2 separate regions of the Lactuca sativa genome follow, and region 2 is linked to region 1. A link is a contact called in public Hi-C data. All regions are on one chromosome and are shown on one strand. Each heading gives the region's core, a stretch centred on a gene start, on an enhancer-like site or on the middle of the called end of the contact. The rest is flanking DNA. Distances are from core to core; before and after follow the strand shown.

The links. A called contact is a pair of places that touch in the nucleus more often than the background predicts.
Region 2: a Hi-C map of leaf shows a contact between it and region 1, with 5 times the contacts expected there. The contact joins the promoter of LOC111884445 here to the promoter of LOC111884443 in region 1. A contact is called at or near these places in 3 of 4 Hi-C or Micro-C datasets (leaf and seed).

What each region holds. Positions count from the first base shown.
Region 1 is chr3:49,001,974-49,009,003 of Lsat_Salinas_v11, forward strand. LOC111884443 (COP1-interactive protein 1) reads right to left here and starts at 5,048. Exons shown (of 6, transcript XM_023880767.2): 1 at 4,898-5,048; 2 at 1,408-1,502; 3 at 1-1,318. The coding sequence starts at 1,461.
Region 2 is chr3:49,187,231-49,194,148 of Lsat_Salinas_v11, forward strand. It overlaps LOC111884445, which reads left to right and starts at 1,536. Exons shown (of 12, transcript XM_023880769.3): 1 at 1,536-1,711; 2 at 2,005-2,130; 3 at 2,540-2,622; 4 at 2,729-2,804; 5 at 2,896-2,963; 6 at 3,596-3,680; 7 at 3,801-3,910; 8 at 3,996-4,079; 9 at 4,192-4,338; 10 at 4,436-4,544; 11 at 4,670-4,789; 12 at 5,014-5,256. The coding sequence starts at 2,043. The coding sequence ends at 5,087.

The DNA.
Region 1 (7,030 bases), core at 3,798-6,297:
GCTCGGATATTTTAGCAGAAAACTGTTGGAGTTCTGTTTCGGTTTCTTTCACTTTGAGTTCCAAGACAGCCGACTGTGATTTTGCCTTCTCTGTTTCAGCTTTGGATAAACGAACGAATTCCTCGAGCTCAAGATTCTTCTGTTCCAGTTCTTTACGTTCTGCCAAAGCTTGAGACAAAAGGGTGTCTGTATTGGTGATGTTTTCAGTCGACACCTGTAACTTTGCTTCAACATCAGTACAACGATCCTTGGTTTCTGCTAATTCGGTTTTCAAATCGACCACAACTACATCAAGAGCTTCCTTTTCGGTTGTTAGTTTCGTGAGTTCTTCTCGAATTGAAGCCACCTCATCTTGGACCACTACTTTTGCTTTCTCTTCCTCTTGAAGCTTCAGTTTGAGTTCTTCAAATTCGGATTCTTTTGCTTGAAGAGATTCCTTGGTTGATGAGAGAAGATTATCAAGGGACGAGATATTTTGTTCAAATTCTAAAATTTGTGATTTACAAACTTCCAACTCTTGTTGTGCTGCAGACAGCTCTACGGTTGTGTTCTTGAGTGTTTCTTCCACCTTTTCATGATCAGCGATTTTTGCGTATAAACCTTTGAGCTCTTCTTGGATTAAACCCATTTGATCTTCCATTTCTTTTGCACTCACTTGAGCCAACTGAAGCAATCGTTCAAACTCCATTGCTTTTTTAGTCTCCGATTCAGCATGTGAACCACTCTGTTTATGTAACTCTTCGAATTTTTGTGCATCATCTGCAGAACGACCTAGCTCTTGTTCTAGATCTTGCATTTTCTTTTTTGAGCTTTCAAGCTCAATGTTTAGGGTTTCAAATGATTCCTTTACCTTGACCAGTTCCTTTTGGTTAGCCTCTTGAGCTTGAAGTTCCTCTTGCAGATTAGTAACCTGTGAATGGTATCTCTCTTCAGCTTCTTTGAATTCTTCTTGTAGTTTCTTATGGCTGGCTTCGAGATCTTCATGTTTCTTTTCTTGTTGCTCAAGTTTCTCGTTTGCGACTGAGACTTGGTTTTTGAGATCGGTATTTTCGGACTCTGAATGTTTGAGGGCTGTGGTTAATTTTCCTAATTCGCTCTCAAGTTCACTTACTTTCTCCTGTGCCTCAAGTACTTCTCTGCTTTTTTCAACGATGGATGGTTTTTCATCTTCAACAGGCAATGCTCGAGATGTTGTATGGGATTCAACATCGTTTACTTCTACAGTTTCCTTTTCGACTTTTATAAATTCCCCATCTAAAGGCGCTTCTTCTTCCTTCTTGACCTCCTTATCTGCTGGGATTATGTCCTCCTTAGTTTCCTATATATTCACATAAATCAAATTCAGTATGAGCCATCTGAATTAGGGGTAGGCAATGGGACCAGTATACAACCAACTGTACAACTTACCTCAACAACCTTGGTGACTGGTACCTCCGAGCTTGCTACAGTCTCATCTTCCATCGCAGACTGATTGTAATAATATTAGAATTGTTGTGTAGACCCTGAAAACATGAAATTGTGATATTAGGCAACGAAAAATGAATCAGGATTTTGATCAGAGGCATCTGATAAAATAAAAAAAACTACTAGAACTAAATTATACCCTCCGTTATTTGTATATTTAATTCTACAGTTACACCAGAATTTATGTATGTGATCGTTTATGAATTTAATTCTGCGGGATATATCAGACTTCGGTTATAAATGACATTATTTTGAATATTTTTAAGATAGTTCTCAAAAGTCTAGAATAACTTTCAATAAGAAAAACAAAATAATAATCAGTGTGAACTAAAGTTTGTGCCAACACCTGATCATAATGATAATAACAAGCAAGCAAACATTTCAATAAGTACAACGTCAATTTAGTTGTAGGCTTTAAGCAAAAATAATGGGTAAGCAGATAGTTTAACTTTAAAGTTTAGAAAACAAATATTAAAACATTTATGTGGCATATCAATAAGAGGAAGTTCGAATCGTTACTCGAAAAAAATGAGAACACTCTATTTCTATTGAGGAGAGGAAAAACTTTTTTTCTTTTTTGTGTAAGCTTTTAGGGGGTGTTTGACTTAGCTTTTCATATGCCAAAAGTCCTTTTAGAAAAAGATCAAAGCTAAAAGATGTTTGGCAAATGACTTTTAAAAGCAACTTTTGGATTTTGGATAGAAGGAAAATCAACTTTTTGGAAAAGTGAGAAAAACCTGACTTTTTGTAACTTTTCCAAAAAGAACTTTTGCCTTCTAAAAAGCTAAGTCAAACACATAAGCATGGTTTACTCCTTTTTTTTTTGTTAATAGATATTGATGACCTTAAATGGCGTGCACGTTTTCACTATTTTATTTTCATTCGATCAAATTTAAAATTTTTAATCAATCCAAACATTGTTTAACACAAAAGCGTAAATGGATGGAGGTCAATTCAAGTAATTATCGCGACTTTCTCCACAAGAAGGAACCATCAAAGAATTTAAACACGACATCACAACCACAATTTAAATGACCAGAAAACCCATATAAAGCGACATCTTAAATATAAACAAGAAATGTCGCTGTTAATAATACAATATTAACAAATATAGACAATAAAATAGCTTTTGGTCATATTAAAATATAATAACAATTATTAAAAAGAGGCGATGAATATAAATGCAGATACATAATAAATCAAAAAGACGGAAGATTGTACTTCTTTTAGCTGTAGGACAAAAAGAAAAGGACGAGAAACCATTTTGTTACCCCATAGGCCATATATATATTTTAGAAAAAAGAAAGACAAATATAGTAAACTGTACAAGGAAACATGTGCCAACGTTTATTGGCCCAGAAAATAATTAAAAGACAATATTGGAAAGTTGCAATTGCATAGCTGGACGGGCAAACTGGCAAAATCATCGGCATCAACAAACAAATAGACGGGAGGTCCGGGAGGGAATGATGATATGTCAGCATCGGAAATACCGAGATAGAGACTTTACCGATAAAACTTAATAAAACCAACATAGCTGGAATTCTATCTTCTAATTCTTTATAAAAAAAAAAAGTGAGTGATGCAAAATCCATAGAAAAAAATGGAGAATATAATTTTATCATCAAATTTATAAAAAATTATATTTTAGAAAATATTTAAATCTAAGAACGTCAGTGTAGATTATTTGCTGAGTTTTTATTACAACAAAGCTATAAATAAAAAAAAATGAGTTGATTAATCCACAATAATTTTTTTTGTTATACACAATTTTAAAAAAAATACTTTATACGAATCAGTTCTTATAAAAAAACATAAAAAAAAATCATAGTTTTTTTATTAGTTTATCTATAGGACTCGTCAATTTGTTTTTATAGATTCCATTAAAATAATTGAAATAACTCTGTAATAAGCTTGTAAATTTGCAAATTGTAAGTAATTATAAAAAATACTATATTTGAAAAAACAGCCATATAATTTTTTTTGGATTAAAAAAAAAAAAAAAAAAAAAACCTTATGTTGGGATAATGTAACTGTATTTACACGGTTCCGATTTGCACCAATTTAGGAAATAAAGCATGCTAGAACCGCAAAATCAGCAACATCTAATTTGTGAAAGAAAAAAAAAATGGTACAATGTCCTGTCAGTCAAAATCATCATACGTCATCTTACACAACATTAAACTCTTGTATGTAAATTCTAAATAGTTGTAGTACTACAAATATATGCAATAATTGCTTTCATAGTCTAAATAATTATGTGGCTTTTATTTTAAGCAAAAGCTTGATAAATATCGATTCGATTTTATCTTTATTATAACTTTAAAAATTGTTAATTTGAGAATTTAGATAGGCTTGAACAAAACAAAATCAGTTTCATTGTCTTAAAGGCTGCTTTTTCTTTAAGATATTCATTTCACTTTATGGAATTATAATTTGAAATTAAATCAGGAATAAAACTCTTTTGTCTAAGCTTTTGCAAACTTTTGACCATTTTCTAAGGGCAATTGTTACAAAAGTGTTGTCATACTGATCGATATGATTTATGTTGACCATATCAGGAAAAATTTAATTCCTACCATCTCTTGTATTTCAAGAGAATGTTATAATGATTTTGATCAATTAAATTATTAGTAACGACGGTCGATGGCAGTTTTCGTAATTTTACAAGCACTATCATCCAACCAGAAGAAATCAAAACAGTTTATAGGAAATAGATCAAATCTCCCCAAACTCATGGTACCTCATATATATTGTTTTACTTTAAGAGATCGAGGTCCATATTTATGATGATTTAAATCTATTGCTTGGGTTTTAACTTTTAACTAATTCAAGACTATCATAACAACTGGCTTTTAATATGATCAGAAGCTGATTCAAACTAAGCAAAATGATAAAAGCTTGCTTCAGATAAACAAAACCATATTTAAAGTTCTATGATCAAATCAGGTAGAAAATCAGAGCATATCGATCTTAATATATCTAGAAAATTCTACATGATACGCCAAAGCAACAATACGAAAAAGCTGATCAACAAAAACTCAAGCTGTAAAAAGTACCATAAATCGATGCAAAACTTAAATAGTTAATAGCGCGATGATCAGTTAATAATTCGAAATTCGATCCCGAACTTTCAGATACTTCTAACAAAATTTAAGCTTCCAGATACCAAAACAGAATCTAACCAAATTTTCACATACTTCATCATACCAAAGTGATTCAAAATAAAAGTACTAGAAATTGATTCTAAGTAGTTCATTTATCAGATGCCGAATTCTCATATACTGTGTACAAAATTTGGAGTTCCAGATACAAAATCAGCCATATCTATTCCATATTTCAACATACTTTATACCAAATTTAAAGTAACCAAAAGTTCGATTCACAATAACACTTCTAAAAATCAATCGAAGCAATTCACGTATCGACTAACCTTAGATCTCTGAAACGATTCTTTCACCTTTACTGAAGCTCCTCCTTGAGAGAGAGAGAGAGAGAGAGAGAGAGAGAGAGAGAGAGAGAGAGAGAGACGAAGAGAATCTGGGTCGGTATAAGGGTATTAGTAGTAGCAATAGTTTTTCTTAAGTGGGGGTAAGACACGGTGTGGGGCCGTCTATAGTAATCGCCAGCCAATTAGGACATTGTTAAATACAAGACGGTGTCCTCGCCACCACTTGCCACTGCACATTTGCCACTAGATTGCTTACATAATTACAACACTACCCTATGTCTTAAACTCTTAATTACCAATAATTGCATAAAACAAACTTTTAAAATTTGTAAAAAGTAATCATTTATATGTCTATGTAAATTTCTTCAGCAACTCAACATTCTTTTTTAAATTAATACTCGATATAACGTAAATGATGTGTTGATTTTCATTAATATATGAATGCTTGTCAAGCGCCCATTGTGAGGTTTTTGTTACAGTTTAGGGATGAGAAGGGAACAACTTATCCGTTTTCATAATCAAAGCCGTTGGTTCCTGAATCACACCCATTTTAAGCTATTTTTTTCTCGTTTATATGGAAGTGCTATCCTCAAAAAAAAAATAGTGAATACTACAATGACAATTCTCTATCACCACTTCGTCAAGAACATAGACGTCTAACTCAATATTTGAATGTGACGCGTTCACATGCAATGCATGTACGTGGTAAATAAAACCGACTTGAGAATTTAATCGCGTGTGACGAACGTCTATGAAACGCCACTTCATTGGGTTTTATTATTTATTTTCGTTTTTTATTATTTTTTTAATTAAACATATATATATTCTCGATTTTTAGGTTTTTTATTTTATTTTTCGTTTTTATTTTATTTTATTTTTAGTTATTTTAATTTTTAAAAAAATATTTTAATTATATTTTTTAATGTTTTTACTATATATTTGAAGGTACTAGTGTTTTTGTTTACTTTTTTTTTTATTTTTTTTAAAACTAAATATTGGTTCGAGATTTTAATATTTAACAATTATAAAAGTTTTAAATAATAAAAATATTAGCGGTCAAAATATTTTCTGTTCATACTATTTTTGAATCATATTATTTTTAAATCGTAATATTTTGAATGAAATTATTTTTAATCACAGTATTTTTGATCATATCATTTTTGAATTTCAGAAAAAATAAATTGGTCATTATATATTTTGAATCATTTAATTTTAAATCATGAAATATATAATTAATGATCATAAAATATTTGAATCAAAATATTTTTAGATCATAAGAAACTTAAGACCATGACACGTTGAATCAAAAAAATTTGAATCATCTCATTTTGGAACATATCATGTTCAATATTTAAAAAAAAAAGTTATAATATTTTAAACTAAAGTTTGGTGTCTAAACAATTTTATTTATACAAATTTCTTTTCAAAAGAATTCATAATATATGATATATGATAAACCTTTTAAAAGGATTTTTAATTTGGAAAACAAAAATATACATGTCTTGTTTTTTATAAAAATTTAAAGTCATTTTTGAATCATTTACAGTATATACTTTTTAAAAATTCTTTTATAAACTGATTAAAATAGTAATACGAAGAGCAATATCATTTATTTTGAATTTGGATAAAAAAAATTTCGTTATATTTTATAAAAAAAATATCTCTTAAAATTAAAAAATAAACACCTCAAAAACTTACTTTTAAATTTTTTTTTAGAAAAGAACAAATTACACGAATGGTCCTTAATGTTTTTTTTTCCCTAAAGTAGTCCCTACGAAACTTTTTCCCCTCATATGGTACCTACGGAGCAAACCTTGCACACAAAAGACCCCTGTGACTAACTTTGCTAACAGATTCTATTAAATTTCGTTAAATGACAAAAATACCCTTTGTTTTATGCACACAAATGGTACTCTCTCTCTCTCTCTCTCTCTCTCTCTCTCTCTCTCTCTCTCTCTCTCTCTCAGAACACATATACATACAGTAAAAACAATACTCCTTACAACCAAAATAATTGTTTGCGATCCACCCCACCCTACCAGTTCCCTTTCTCTTCTTCTTTTCTGAATCTATGAAATCAAGATGCTCTAAGCATACCTGCAATTGAGAAAAGGA
Region 2 (6,918 bases), core at 286-2,785, 180 kb after region 1:
GACCTAATACCCTCATATACACCTGGAAATGCACCCCACAAGATTTGGAACAACCAGACTCAAATGGACCAATTTGTATGGCAAAAAGGACATAACTTTAACACCTTAAACTAGATCTAAGGAAACATTCATAAAGCTTCTAACTTTATACCTTTTGGAGATTAATGAGGGATGCGCACTTCCAGATCTAAAGTTGCTTCAAGCTTCCAAGCTTTATCACCACCTTCTTCTTCCTTCAAAGGTACAAAAAAGCACACTCTTTGGCTCACAAGGCTCAAATTAGGGTTAGGGTTTCAAGGGAGGACGTTGGGAAGATGGAGGATGAGAATGGAAAGGGTTTAGGAAAGTTAAGGACCTTAAATATGGCTCAAAACCTCGAAATTAGGGTTTGGGTTCTGATCGCGTACGCCCAACGTGTGCTCTTGAATGCATGACTTCACCATGCTGGTGCGCCTAACGTACTACCCTTCTTCCCAAAATCAACACACTTTTAAACTACTGCAACTTCTTCATTTCAACTTCCATTTTGGCGTTCTTTATATGCACCAAAATATATTGAAGAGCCCCACAATATTATCTAGATATCTTGGACTAAAAACTTATCGTACAAAAATCCATATTTCATGTAAGAACCCGACTTATGACTTTTCCCTTTCAACCTTTTGGCCCAAATCACAATTCAAATGTTAAATCTCTTAACCATCATTACTTCATTCTAAAAGGACTAAACATTACCTCCTCAAGACCCAAAACCTTTACACAATCAACTTTCGGCCCACAACCCTAAAATAAGAAATGATAGGAAACATGATGTTACAAATAATCATGACTTTCACATACATCATCTAGAAATCTATGAAACGACACTGTGTGAAGTTTTTCCCAAATGATATCCCTAAAAATCTTAGCCACCTATGAAAAAGGGGTCAGAAAACTAGATTTTTTTTTAAAAATCACCAGATGCCATTTGCGAAAATCTAGATTTTACATGCAAAATTCGAAGATCACTTGCAACATTTAAAACAAATTCCTCTTTTTCTGATTTTTTTGGTGTTTTAGTCATAAAAATCACACCAACAACCAAACAAATTTTAATTTTGTTGTTTTACATACGAAAATAACAAAATAGGATTTCACATCTAAAATATATTTACTTTTTTTTTCTAGTGGAAAATGGAAATAGTGTTTGAAGACTTACACATAAAACTTCAAAATAATGGTTTGTTTTTTAATCTATTGCAACTGATTTTCGATTATATCAATCTGAATCTTCACAGATGGTACCTACGATTTTTTTTTCTTTTCAAATCTAGTTTTGGGATCTATTTTTTTTTTTTGCAGATGAATGAGATTTTCACAAATGTCATATACAAAATTCGAAAAATGGTGTTGCTTTGCAATAGCTAATTTTTGTATCAATCTTGAAAAATAATAAATATTTTTTTCTCTGAAAAGAAATAGGTTGACATGATGAATAAAAGTTAAAAATATATTCATAGCTATTCTAACAATTGCCCAATTGTTATGAAACCCGGTCAATCATCACTCGAACCCGACCCATGGCCCATTGCCGTTGGACTTTGTATCGATAGCCATGGACGGCCTCTCGCAAAATCATCGTCTTCTTCGGATTTGTCACCGGTCAAATCCTCCTGTCTTAGTTTGTGCGTGTTTCTTCGTACGGTCTCTTCCCCTCCTCTTGTCCTTTCAGGTCAGCGTATATTCCTTCTTTTCTAGACTCTTCGATTTGTTGTTAGTACGAAATTGTTGTGTTTACGACCGAATCAGATAGATTCGCACTAAATTTTGATATATTGCGATCACGGGATTCGGTAAATTTGTTGTAGAAATTGAAAATTTAGGGGTCCGCTGACAGAACCCTTTATACGTGATTGATTTATTGTGTTAGGATTTGGCTACTTTGAGCTGTATAATCTGATTGACTGATGATTATTTTCATTCAGTTTTAAAGCAAAATTGTTTGATTTGCTATGAAAATCACAGGTGTTCACGAAAGTTTGTTAAAAAACAATCAAAACATCATGGGTGTGAAACAAGTATTAAAGAACCTTGATGCGTTTCCGCGTGCAGAAGAGCATTTATTGCAGAAAACACAGTCTGGTGCTGTTGGTAAGTTTTTTCTATTACTAATTAAAGTTCCCTTGATCTTTATAAGAACATGTCTGAGTGAGTGTGGTTTCACTTGGATGGCTACCATGTTAGATTGAAGAAAAAATGAACAAATTCTTACAATTATGAGATAACTTAAGCAGAAAAATAATATGCCTGACCAAGAAGCAACCTGAAAGATTTTTTTTTCTCAAATTTTCTTGGATTTTACTGCCCAAGGCTGTGCATTTTTGGTTGCAGTTCACTTTGTTGGTTTAGTTCACCATAATAGCATCTACACAACTTACTCAAATAGGATCAATGTAGAAACATCTGAAGTTCATATATTTTTTGGTATTTTAATCAATTCAATCGTTTGCATCACTATTTGAAATCTCACTTTCTCTCTTCCCCTCTTTTGGTTGTCTAGTTTCGATTGCAGGTTTGTTCATAATGGCAACATTATTCTTGCATGAGCTGACATACTACATATCTACATATACAGTTCATGAGGTTTGTTCTTTTGCCATAATCTTTTAGCCCTGATGGTGACTAATTTATATTTATTAGATCATTGCTTCATAGTGGTTATATCTTGTAAAAATTAATATGTTGGCAGATGGCTGTTGACCTGAAACGTGGAGAAACCCTACCAATCCATATAAACATGTCATTCCCTGCTTTACCCTGTCAAGGTTAGCAACTTTTAGTCAAGATGACTCCCTGTTTTGTTCATACTGTGAGCATGCTTTTTTCCACTGTGATTAACATTTGTATTTTTGTCAGTTTTGAGTGTAGATGCCATTGATATGTCTGGCAAACATGAAGTGGATTTAGATACAAATATATGGAAGGTATGGTTGTTCTGTTGTTAAATAACATGTTCTTTATGTAGATTAGACTATGTATTTTATTTTTGTCAATATACAATACCTTAACCTTTAACTTTATTGAGATTATCTAAATAGTCATTTCTTTATCCAAATTTGTGATCCTTAGAACGCCATTAAATGTCATATGTTAGAAGAAGGTTTTTATTTATTTTTTGGGGTTGGGAAACCAGCAAAGCAACTAGCTAAGTATTGGATTTTATGCTGTAATAGGACTAGACAAAATGAAAATGGAGAATAGAAGATGATGACACCAAAATGAATGGTTCCTAAAATGTCAAGATTTCATTTGTTCTCTGGTAAAACCTTCTGTTAAGAATGACATATTAAGGATTCATCATCTAAATTGCTTTAAATCCCTTACTTCATTATTTATACATCAATAGTATCTGTGGAAACTATAAAGAATTGGAGATGAACAGTTGTTTATATGTGGATTGCTTGTTAAGTTGGAATGACTATTGACTAATACCTGTTATATGTGATTTATTCTGCTTACCCTTTGCTAATTTAAGATAAAATTTGTTCCATTTTATCTCGCTTGCTGTATGTAATTGATGCATTATGATTGTTTTAACGGGTTAGAGTTACTGCAGCTTCGATTGAATAAAGAAGGGATGATTATCGGGACAGAGTATCTATCGGATCTAGTAGAAAAGGGACATACAACACATAATCATGGTAATCATCTTTGAATGTATAATGCTTCATTTCATATATAGCAGTTGCATCGCATGTTTAAAGTTTAAACTATTTATTATTATTAGTAGTATCATGGCTCTTATGTATTAGTTTGATTAGGAAATGAAACACATCATCATGAAAAACCTCATCTGGATAGATTCGATGATGAGGCCGAAAACATGATCAAAAAGGTCAAGCAAGCAATTCATGATGGAGAAGGATGTCGGGTATGTGTTGTGACATTTATTTATATTTGACAATAGACATAGATAATAGAAATATTGCTCATAATATTCTTTCTAACTGAATTAGGTTTATGGGACGTTGGATGTTCAAAGAGTTGCTGGAAACTTCCATATTTCAGTTCATGGTTTGAACATTTTTGTAGCACAGATGGTAAATAAAACATGAGTACATGACATTTGTGTCTATTTTATTTTATAACAACTACACATATATTACTATTAATCTAAAATTCTGATTTGTTATTGATCTCTGATTTCTGCAGATCTTTGAAGGAGCTAGCCATGTGAATGTGAGCCATGTGATTCATGATTTGTCTTTTGGGCCAAAGTATCCAGGGCTTCATAATCCTCTAGACGAGACTCATAGAATACTCCCTGGTGCTAGTGGAACTTTTAAATATTACATAAAGGTTATAAAGTTTATTTTATTTAATGTCAGCTTTATCTTCTTATGGTATGTATATCATAATATGGTGTGTTTTTAAAATTTTTTTTATGGTAATGTAGATTGTTCCAACCGAGTATAAATACATATCAAAAGAAGTGTTGCCTACCAATCAGTTCTCTGTTACCGAGTACTTCTCTCCAATGAATGAATATGACAGGACATGGCCAGGTTTGTTTTCTTTTCTTTTGTGAAATCAAATTAGTGGTTATTATGATGACAATCTTGTTTTGTTTATAATTATATATATGTGAGATCTTAAAATTAAAATGAGTTTGTTTGATGTGATTCTTCAGCTGTTTACTTTTTATATGATCTCTCTCCAATTACGGTTACCATCAAAGAAGAAAGACGCAGTTTTCTACATTTCATTACTCGTTTATGTGCAGTCCTTGGTGGCACATTTGCTTTAACAGGTTTGTTTTAACTCTTTCTTTAACTGTTTTAACACCAAAGTAAATAAATAGGCTATACAGTTTTTAAGATTAGTACATAGAAACCTATCAGTAACATAGAGCTTTTGGTAAATTTCATGTAATTATCTCAACTTCAGTTATCATTCTACTTGACACTTTGTATAAAAGCTAAAGAAATACGAGTAAATTGCCTATATTTATAACTTTGGTATCATATTTGACAGGAATGCTTGATCGATGGATGTATAGATTGTTGGAGGCAGTGACAAAACCACAAGCCAGACGTTCAATGCGGTAAAAAAATGAAGCACATCACATCACAGATAATGTGTTTGTCATTTTGCTTTTTATCATATTTAGAACTTGGTATCCTTTTGTCAACCCATATTTTTGTTGGTAATTGTATTATTTAACTACAGTCAATTGGTTTAACCATAGTAACATTTTTTATTTGTGGTTGGTTATTATACTCATGGTCTCCGGTGTTACAGTAGGGAATTAACCAGAGTTACTTGGCCACAAAAACATATTAAGGTTGGATTGGTTTGGATGGATGTTTGACATTAATTATTTTTTTGTTATGAATGTATTAAACATGATTAGAAAATAAGTTATTAAAATAAGGGATGACCACTAAAATGACCAAAAGGAAGGTTAGGAACCCAGAATATGACCATCTTTTACACATTTATCGTAAAATCATCATCTCTTTCTAAAAAAAATAATTTTGCGAAATTACTTTGCTGCATTATTTTATGACTTTTATATTTTGCCAATTTTTGATTCATATATTGTGATAATATCTTTTTATGCGAAATAGATATCAAATTTGTAGTGGGACATTTTAAAATAATTCCTCAAAATAGCGTAATTTCTCAGATTCATTTACTTTTGTGAAATGAGTGGGTATTTTCTGATAACATAAAACATTGTCATTTGATGTGTCAACACCTCTATCTTTTTAAAGTAAGATCAATTAAGGAAGTTATAAGTACTTGAATACACATTTTCCGATTTTTTTTACCCGTTGTCCTTATTAGGCATTTTAGTTATTACTAACTTTTTATATTTTTACTCATTTTATTTAATTACAAAACAAAATTCAAGTTGATTTAATGTAGGAAATGAATCAAAATAGTGGCCCCTATTTCATGGCAGTATTGTGAGAAGAAGTGTCATAATACAAATCATTCCAAAGTGGGCTTTGAGTGTTTGAGGTTGAATGGATAAAGACAAAGTAGTGTCGATTGCTAATTTGCTATTGTCAGTCTACTTCTTCCAAGCAAATTAGTTATAGTGAAATTCTAATGCTTATATCTTAGATTTTAGAACATCGTAATTATTAGTAAACCAAATCCTATGTAGATGTGATGAATTATGCAATTTCATTTTATAGAATACATATATTGTTAGTTGTCATGTTCTTTAAAAGAAAAATATCAAAATCTAGATTAATGGATGTTAACTCTTACTCAAATTAAGTAAAAATAATCTAATATAAATATCAAACTGATACAGAAAAAGTGACAAAATAGAAGTGTCAAGTAAACGAATCGAAACAAGTGGAGTAAAACTAATGTGTTAATTATAATTGCAAATAATAAAATTATTACGCTAGTAATAGTTTTTTGAGAAAATGACAAAAATAGCCATTTACACTAATGACATTACAAAAATAGCCAAAAAAAATCGAAATTACAAAATTAGCCAACGATTTCGCAGATGGAGATGCCCCATCTGCGAAATAAGTTTCTCATCTGCGAAAGTACAAGCACCTAAAGCACAGCTGTGCTTTAGGTGCTTGTACTTTCGCAGGTGCTTTTAATTTTTTTTTTTTAATATTTTTGTTGTATATATAGGGGTAATTTCGCAGATGGAATAGGTCCATCTGCGATTTACTCTCACTCTATCTGTGAAATCGTGGTATTTTTTGTATTTTTTTTTTTTTAAGTTTGACTATGAAATGAATTGGTTTGACTACGAAATCATGTTGCTATATAAAAAGTTTTGTAGAAAAAATATCATTTTGGTTGTTATTTGTTTAGGAACTCTCTCTACAATTTGCTCAAAAATGATTGAATATTTGGTTTGTCTTGTAACCGGTGGGAGATGGCAAGTTAATGGAACTA